Regions from separate parts of the Mus musculus genome. Here region 1 is linked to region 2. The links are chromatin contacts, called in public HiChIP or PLAC-seq maps. All regions are on one chromosome and are shown on one strand. Each heading gives the region's core, a stretch centred on a gene start, on an enhancer-like site or on the middle of the called end of the contact. The rest is flanking DNA. Distances are from core to core; before and after follow the strand shown. Region 1 has its middle 35 kb from the start of Gm30568. Region 2 has its middle 10 kb from the start of Gm39683.

Region 1 (4,658 bases), core at 1,438-3,937, 310 kb after region 2:
AGCACATGATAAAACCAAGACACAACCGCTTCAGAAAATCAAAACAAAGGGATGGATTTAGGCCTCCGTGGTGCTCGGCAGGGGCAGAGTTAGAGGTTATAGTTGGGTCTTTCCTCTCCAGTGGGCAGCTGCTCACCTGTCTAGGTTAAGGGGGTAAAAAACCAACCCTAAATGATTTCCCTGTGTACTGCCTACAGAAGACCCTGGGGAGACCCAGATATTTGCTAGCTGGGAGCTGGTTAAGATCAGGAGGCGATTCCTAAAGAGCTAGTGGGAAGTTGAAAGCAGCAGGTAAAACAGGCTTCCTGGATTGAAGTAGCAACTGGAGAAGAGCAGAGTTTTATACAAGTGCCTGGAAATACTAAGGGTGGACAGGCTACCTTAGTCTTTCAGTGTTGAAATCTTACAAAAGGTCTAATTGGCTGATTTGGAGGCTGAAGGCAGCAGATATGTTTGGCCTACTGGGAAAGGCTCCTTCGGTAGGTATGAGAGCACCAAGCAAAAATGAGAGATTGCTGGACCAGATGAAATGCCAGAGGCAACACAGAGTGGCCAGTCTTGCTCTCACACACCACACCACTCTATAAGAACCCATTTTGTGAGAGATGTGTTAATCTCTTCTGAGTGCAGAGCCTCCAGTAACCCAAATATCCCCCATTAGACTTTACTTCTTAATGGTTCCAGTGCTTGGAGACCAAGTTTCTAATATATGACCCAACTAGGAAACCTTCAAACACTTTACAACCTGTAATGGGTATTTTAGGAATTATGGTATCAGACATCCTATATGTCCTTGCACCATGGAAAATTGATGTGTTAGAGTAATTCTTAGAATAAACATAAATCTCACTGAAAGACGGGCCTAGAGAAACTTGGAAGCACTGTCACCAGACAAGGGGGCCGGAGAACTTGGTTAAGTTTGGGCAGGTTATGAACCCAAGTTTTAAATATACCTGAGAAAGAGCCACAGAGTTGGCCAGACAGCACCGTGTAATGTCAGTCCATGAACCCTTCATTCAAACAGAGAGTGGTTTCTCCCATATTAATTAGTCCATTTTGTGTCCCTTTAAAGAGATGCCTGGGGCTTATTAACTTAATAGATAAAGAAGCTTATTGTGTTCATGATTCTGGTGGCTGCTGGGTCCACACAGCACCGTGCTGGTGTTCTGGCATGTAGCACAACTCAACAGAGGAAAGGAAATGAAAAGAAAAGTACTGTAGGCAGATGGTATCAACAACATGGCATACATAACCTCAATGAACAACATTCTGGTGGCCCAAGAACTAGCCCACTCTTCAAGAACAATGAATCCTGCCTTAGGACACTGCTCCAGGACCTAACTGCCTTCCGATAAGCTTGCCTCTTAAAGACCCCACTCTCTCTGTGATGATCAATCTTCATTGTCGGTTTGACAGATTTTGGAATCACCTCAAAGGCAAACATGCTGGTAGGAGTGAGTGAGTCTCCAGAGATGTTCATCCAAGGGGGGGAAAACCCACCCCAACAGTGGACAGCATCATCCTGTAGGAGTAAAGGGGGGTGCGGTCTTAGTACTCCTCCTTCCCTGCTGTCTGAGTCTGTGACAGTGGACCCAATGTGACAAGCTGCCTCACTCCCTGGCCACCATGCCTCTCCTGCCAGGATCGATTTGTATCCTCAAACCATGAACCAAAATAAACCCTTCCTTCTTATGTGGCTTTTGTTCTGTATTTTGTCACAGCAACTGAACTAAGCAACTAACCTTCGAATACTGCTACATGGTGGGGCAAACTTTGTAGCACGCACCTTTGCAGAACACAAGCTGGGGCATGCTGGGAGCTCTCCTGGAACTGACTGGGCTGCTAAGGCTGGTGTCACCACCCCTCTTTGCCTTGTATTCACTTCCAAGTGAGGCTCCCTGTGTGGTGACTGCAGGCTGGAGAGATCATGGCATGGGTCCGTGAGTTTTCAATTTAAACTCTCCGACGATTCAACAAAACCTTGAAACTTCAACAAAACCACATTGAAACTTCTCATACACAAAAAATCTCATCTACCTCAACACTTCTCATAGATAAAACAGAGAAGCCAGCATCCCTTTCCTCTTTGAGGATCTCCTGTTAAGTACACAGTTAAACATCCCTGGCATAGCTAGAAGAGCCCTGTTAAATTATTTAAAGCCAGAGCACCCAGGTTTTAACCCCAGCTCTGCCCCTTGGAAAGAGGTAGGCTTTTGAGAAGCCATGTAACGTGTAACCTACTTCTTTTTCTTCTGTGAAATGAAGACCCTAATTTTTGTCTAGTAAATAAATTATTGTGAGCATGAGGGGCAGCCATGAGAGCGAAGGTAGCCCTACAATACCATATAAGCGGGAAGTGTTGCTTCCCCCAGCATCTCTACATTTTTGTATCTGCGTGACATCTATTCATCCATGGTCTAGGGGGACAAAATCGTATGTTTTAGAACGCAAATGACTGATCTACTTGCTTTAATAGTTTACAAGAAGAAAAAAAATTCTTTAAAAATTTTTTTTAATGAAGTGGTGGTCTTCTATAGAGCCTAGGCTGGCCTCAAACTCACTATGTAGCCAATGATCACCCTTCTGCTTCTACCTCCCTTGTGCTAGGACTAACAGCATGAGCCACCACCCTTTCCATAAGGCACTTTTCACACTGACTGTTTTGATGCTATGCTGGCACTGAGTCATGGCTTTGTGCAAGCAAAGCAAGCACTCTCTGAACTGAGCCACATCCCCAGCCTGGCCATAGCCCGGCCCCTCCGAGGCATGTTTTCTTCTCCACTTTAACAGGGAAGAGTGAGCACCTCCTCTACTTTTCCAGACACACTGCACGTGGTGGAAATGCCACTCTGTTCTCTAGGTGGAGCCTGGGGAACTTATTTCCTGTAGTTGTCCTGCTGGTCAACATCTGATGCCATGCTTTACACAGAGAGGAAACAGCCTGAAACTGTGACAACACATTTGCTCCAGTACCTTCTTCTAGGCTCCCTATCTGCAAAGCCAGAAAGCTTCCTAGCGAGGGTCAGTGTGGACAATGCCCTCTGGCTAGGGTTTGCCATAGAAGCTCTACCTCCAGCTCTCAAGGTAACAGCTGCTGAGACTGTGCGGTTGATCTGGAGGGTGGGTTTAGCAAATCCTTGTGCTCTTATGATCCTAACTCAGGGTGGGATATGGAACTGCCAAAAATGGCTTGAGTTGTATCTCCATGTTCCTTGCTGTCTATAAAACAATATAGTGATGATATGGTGTTAAGTCAGAGGCACGATTTTCTAGGTAGGAACTAAACTGGTGGTCTGTGATTTCTGTCAGAAGGATTCCAGGGACATGGGTCAGCAGCTCTTCCCTTGGAGAAGGTGGGCCTCTTGAGGGGCCAAGGACTTGACTGAGCCCTATGGACAGGGTAGGGACAGGGCTCCTAGTGGGGTCAACAACTCTGCACAGCAAGCACACAGGCCGATAGAACTTATCTCAGGGCTTCCTCTTTCTCCACTGGTTCTGGCATTCCCCCATCCCCAGGCCACTTTTTAGTGGACCATTGAGATTCTAGAACTATGCAGCTCATGGTGCTGAGCCTTAGCATCTTGTTTTGACAGTGCAATGAGGAGAAAGAACAAAGGAGGTGGAAAGCAGAGAGCAACAACTCTGGACCTAATGTTCCTGGCAGCTAGGCCCACCTTTGTTGCCAGAGGGGCACTTGGGGCTTTACTGCTTGGCCTCTTCCCACGGCTCAGATCTGTTCCTTGATGTTCCTCTAAAGCGCTGTAATTCCTCTGGCCCAGACATCAAGACTCTGGCCATCTTCCAGGAAGTGGTGTGCAGAAGATGCTTCTCTGCTTCTTGTATGGTCTTCGTGCCTACAGCCCAACCCCTTTAAATCTTAGAGCTCCACACTCAGCCTGGTGCTCCTAGACACCCCCATGGCAGGGCTTGGTCTCCTCCAATGAATGAGCCCCAGTGCAGCATCCTGGGGCTGGATTCACATGCTTTCAAACTGAAGACCAATAACAGGCATAAGATGTGTTTCATGTCCCCGTGTGGCATTTAATTCTGGCCCCTGGCTATGCACCAGCAAGAGGTCAGTGGGTGGGATAATTGAAATCTCATGATGGTTGGTTTTAACTTCCTTCCCCACCACATCTTTTACTAGAGTACTCCCTCCCCCATTTTTTTCTGCTTTCATTTTCCTTATTCAACCTCTGTTTAGAGAACTAATGAGCCATAACAAGAACAAAAGGCTAGCAGTCAGAAGGGTCGGGGCAAACAAGGTTCTACCCCCAACTCTACCCCTTCCCACAGGGCCACAGAAAACCTCGCAAACCTCCACTTTGCTCCAAACTGCAACCTTTGTGAGCCCCCTCCAGGTCGTGGGGCCCACCCACAGGGCAGAATGAAGAACAGCTTTGCCTGTGGGGTGGGAGGGTATGAGGGAGTTGGTTGCTAAGGGAACAAAGAGTTTAAGAATCTGAAAGGTTTTCAGCCCTAGAACTGGCCCCACCGGGCGGCAGCACAGGCATTCAAATACCACAGGTGCAAGATGGACCGAGGCAGCCGGCGTGGTTTTGCATAGGCTAAAGTTAGGCTCTGGCTGGATTGAAAGTGTAGAGGCCACGCTTAGCCGTTTCCTCCACACAGGCAGGCAGAAACTTGCCTTATGCCAG
Region 2 (4,657 bases), core at 1,654-4,153:
TACACTGTAGCTGTCCTCAGATACTCCAGAAGAGGGCATCAGATTTCGTTACGGATGGTTGTGAGCCACCATGTGGTTGCTGGGATTTGAACTCAGGACCTTCAAAAGAGCAGTCGGCGCTCTTAACCACTGAGCAATCTCGCCAACCCCTTTGTTTTTTAAAGAGTCTCTGCTTTTACTGTTTTCATCTGATTAGCTGGGCCAATTGACTGTAGCAACTTCTTACAAACACAACATCAATTATTTTAACAACTTTGCCATTTTCGGTTTGTTTTGTTTTGTTTTATGTTTTGTTTTGTTTTGTTTTGTTTTTTAACTTGCTATGCAGACCACCTGCTTGGAACTCTGCCTTCCCCAACCATAGCCCTGGGATTAAGGGCATGAACCACCACCAATGCCCATCCAATTTCACCTTTTTAAGCAAGCCTTTTTCTTGGTGCCGTCTGACTGGCCCTACACGGACCTGTGCACGACCCTCACCTGGGGTCTACCTCCAGCGGCATGCCGGGACTCTCTGTGTGGCTCATTCACCCATGTATGTCCACAGTTGATATTTTTTTTGTTCTGTTTGAGATAAACATGTCTCTTGGGTCACGTGTAGGCCAGGCTAGCTTTGAATTCGTGATCTTCCTAACTCTCCCTCTCAAGTACAGTCACTCCAGGTATAGCCACCATACCTGGTGCTAGAAAGACTTTAAAAAAAAAAGTTTTATCTATTTTTGCAGGTATACACTTTTACAAATAGCCTTTGAAGTTGGAAATAGTTAACACGTGTTTATAATCCCAGCATGTGAGAAGCTGAGGCAGGAGGATTGGGGCCACCCTGAGCAAACAAAGACATAAAGGCTCATTTTATTATCTACACGAGGCTTGGAGAAGAGCCAAGGACACACAGGTGTTTGTTCTGCTGTCTTCCCCAGGACTCCTGTGTGGATTCTTTTGAAATCTGCTCTTTATTTTTACTTTGGAGTGCTGGGGATAGAATCCAGGGAAGTGTTCTACCACTGAGCTATTCCCTCCCCTAAAAATCGACTTTTGATGTTTAATTTAACAACATATCAATCATATATATTCTTTTGTGATCTCTCTCTCTCTCTCTGTGTGTGTGTGTGTGTGTGTGTGTGTGTGTGTTTTGAGACAGTCTCACAGAAAGCTCAGGTCCTTTAGTCACAGCCTCTAAAATTCTGGGGTTACAGGTGTGAACTACTAGGCCCAGTTTGTCACAATGTTTTTTTTTTTACATTACCACCACATTTTAGAAGGTCTCTACTAGTTTATGCTGAGGATATGATGAAATTTATTTAACGTGTGCCCTCTCATTGGACATTTAGGTTCATTACATTTGTGTACTGTTGCTAATTTTAGAAAGGTTATGGGTAGACTTGCCTAGAGATGGAATTGTCCTCCTACAGGAGCCTGCAGAAGTAACACAGACACAGCTTGTCACAAATACAGCACAGTTCACTCCCAAGGGCTCCTAAAGAATTCATAAACAACTGGAATTATCTGCTTTGCTTTGGTGTCCCACACAGCTGTCAAGGATAGCGCATTCAAAGGACCAGCTAAGCAGCAGCGGACCAAGGAAATGGAATGCTAGTTATTTTCAACATGTTCAGAATGTCATATGTCAGTGTGTGTGTGTGTACATGAGTGTAGGTATATGTGTAGGTGTGTATATATCTGTGTGTCTGTGTAGGGGTGTGTGTGTACGCGGGTGTGCATGTGTGTGTGTATGTAGGTGCGTATGTGTATGTGGGGGGCATGTCTGCCGTGACACATGTCTGGAGGCCAGAGCACAATTTTCTGGACTTTGTTCTCTCCTCACCGTTGAGAGGATCCGGGGATTGAACTCAGATCCTCAGGTCTGCGTCCTCACCCACTGAGCCATCTTACTGGCCCTCTCTTTTCCCTTTGTTGCATTTTACATCTAATTTTGTTTTTGATCTGTGGAAGAAATCCATTACAGGTTTCTCTAGCGTACAAAGGAATAGTATGTACAAGCGAATTTCCGCCTTGAACTCATTTCCGTCGCCGTTACACACAGTGTTTCTGTGTCCCTCTTCAGAGCTGAGTGGACCTCATTCAGGATCATGTCCTAAATTCTGCTGGGTGTGATGTGATGTGATCCTCTGACTCCAGTGCCAAGAAGGAGGGCAGCTCTCTCCACCTCAGGTTATAAAATGCGCCAAACAATGATGTAATGGCACAGAAATAAATATGGGATTCTCAATGAAACGCTAAGCACCGGAGAAACTCACACAGAAACTGAAAACAGTTTTGAAACCTTTCAGTCCTACCTTCCTCCACTCACAAACACAGACAGGCAATTCACAAGTAAACTCAAATTTTTCAACAGCCGATGGTTTGTAGCCATGAAAGAAAAAAAAAAAAAAAAAAACAACCACCCACAAGTCAAACACTGCCTACAGAGCCTTTCCTTGTCCTTGTCAGAGCTCAAAGAAGGTCCTCCAGCAACACAAACCTCTGAGGTTGAGGGCTGCAGGGACCAGGGCGGTCCAGGACAGAGTTCCTTTCATGAAGCAGAGTGAAGACTGAGTTTATTCATGGGATTTGGGGGTGGTTGAACTTCGTGCTCTCCAGGGCCCCATCTGCAGTCCTGGAAGAGGCTGGGCCCTGAGGGCTTACTCACCCTCTGGAGAGCAATATGGGGTGTGGTTGTGAACCCCAGCATCCGCTATGGGAGGTGCTCAGATGGGAGCTCTGATCCTGGGTCTCTGTGGCTGCTCCAACATTTGTCACTTGTGTCTGAGCTGATGCCAACTTTCAAGGACCCCAGACCAGCAGGAGCTAGACACCAAATCCAGTCTCGCTATAACCTTTATGCCACTCTCTCATGAAACAAACACCCAGGTCCCAGCTACACGGTGCCAGCAGAGGAGAGGCTAGGAGAGCCTGCCAGGTGGGAATGGGGCAGGCAGGGCGTCTGGGAGGAGGCATCTTCTTAGAGAGAGGGAAGTGCTCTCCAGTGACATTTTAATTTATGTCCTGCGTGTACGACTGAGAACATGCCAGTTTCCACATAACTCCATCTCTCATCAACTAAAATGTTCCTCTTTTTCTTTTTCTGCTATGTATGAGGGGGGCATGTTCCTGTGTGTTTGTGTAGAGGGCAGAGGTTAATGTTGGGCGTCTGTATCTCTCTACCTTAGTTTCTGAGACAGTCTCTCACAGGACACGGAGTTCAGCGATTGGCTAGTCTGACCAGTGAGTCCTGATATCTGCCTGTCTCTGTTCCCCATGCTAAGCTTTTTAGGTTGGTGTGGGGGATCTGAACTCAGGTCCTCATGCTGGCATTTTGCCCATGCAGCCATTTCCCCAGCCTCTGCTCTTATTTTCTTATCCTGTGGGGTCAGAGGTGACACACATATAGAGCTGTGACAGATATCAGGATCCTCTCAGTAGGTGTTGTGTATACAAAGTGTGGCATCCACACTGCAGTACCAGAGTGCTACTCTGTCTTAGTCAGGGTTTCTATTTCTGCACAAACATCATGACCAAGAAGCAAGTTGGGGAGGAAAGGGTTTATTTGGCTTACACTTCCATGTTGCTGTTCATCACCAAAGGAAGTCAGGACTGGAACTCAAGCAGGTCAGAAAGCAGGAGCTGATGCAGAAGCCATGGAGGGATGTTCTTTACTGGCTTGCTCAGCCTGCTCTCTTATAGAACCAAGACTACCAGCCCAGAGATGGTCCCACCCACAAGGGGCCTTTCCCCCTTGATCACTAATTAAGAAAATGCCTTACAGTTGGATCTTATGGAGGCATTTCCTCAACTGAAGCTCCTTTCTCTGTGATAACTCCAGCTGTGTCAAGTTGACACAAAACTAGCCAGTACACACTCTAACAGCCCTTCTGTGTTTATTGAGCACCTACAGAGAGCAGGTCACAGGCTCTGGGTCCTTGTTCTTGGGACTCACAAGGCAGTAGGAGCCTGGTAGTAGGCTACTTCAGATGACAGTATTTTAAAATAAGAGTATCCTCTGTGGTGTTTTCATTTGCTAGATCTGGTAAGTCTACCCAGGACACCATTAAGAATACAAAGTATGGAGTTCATAACTAGGGACTCTTGTCGTTTCTTCCTTTCTGACTCTTTCCAGGCCTTCAAGATGTTGAAGTAAGGACATGGGGTGGGTCCCCTGGAGTGACATTCTGGAGTTCCCTGGGTCAACTCTGCTGACATTACAGGAACCAAAAATTCGTATGTCATCTCTGTGAAGGGAATCAAGGGCCAGCTGAACACTTCCTGCTGCTGGTGTGGGCACAGTTAAGAAAGGCAAACAAGAACTAAGAAAAAAATGGTTCACCCAGCAGGAGTCATGTGACAATGAAAGTCATACAGAAGAGAAGATAGGGTGTTGCTTTATTTTGAAAGATAACGCAGGGGTCAGAGTATACAATAAAGAGGAGATAAAAGGTTCTGCTATCTCAGGTCAGTTATAAAGGAGTCTGCAGGCCTGTGGCCCAGAATTTTATCCAATGCAGGCAGCATTGCATGATTCTCCAGTGTATTTGTAAAATATATTAATTAAAAAGTATTTTCTCAACAAACAAAACACACACGCACACACACACACACACACACACACACACAGTATGAGCTAAAGATGTACTTCAGTTAGTTAGAAAAATATTTGTTG

What was found. HiChIP or PLAC-seq counts read pairs in DNA pulled down with a chosen protein or histone mark.
Region 1: an HNF4G HiChIP or PLAC-seq map of pancreatic cancer cells shows a contact between it and region 2. The contact joins two enhancer-like sites. A contact is called at or near these places in 3 of 39 promoter capture datasets (cranial neural crest, liver and pre-B cells), 1 of 15 datasets of contacts at CTCF or cohesin (the NIH/3T3 cell line), 1 of 484 Hi-C or Micro-C datasets (the G1E-ER4 cell line) and 5 of 115 datasets of contacts at active chromatin or transcription factors (the HPC-7 cell line, bone marrow-derived macrophages, embryonic basal ganglia and 2 more).

Annotation. Positions count from the first base shown.
Region 1 is chr1:157,044,159-157,048,816 of GRCm38.p6, forward strand. No RefSeq gene overlaps it. Among named protein-coding and RNA genes, the nearest start is that of Gm30568, 35 kb to the right of the region's middle. Within about 2 kb of position 2,688, at least 33 of the 459 cell types and tissues checked have an H3K27ac peak or open chromatin away from gene starts, as enhancers often do. A contact at or near this core is called in the HPC-7 cell line and pancreatic cancer cells, where this site is marked.
Region 2 is chr1:156,731,633-156,736,289 of GRCm38.p6, forward strand. No RefSeq gene overlaps it. Among named protein-coding and RNA genes, the nearest start is that of Gm39683, 10 kb to the right of the region's middle. Within about 2 kb of position 2,904, at least 36 of the 459 cell types and tissues checked have an H3K27ac peak or open chromatin away from gene starts, as enhancers often do. A contact at or near this core is called in the HPC-7 cell line and pancreatic cancer cells, where this site is marked.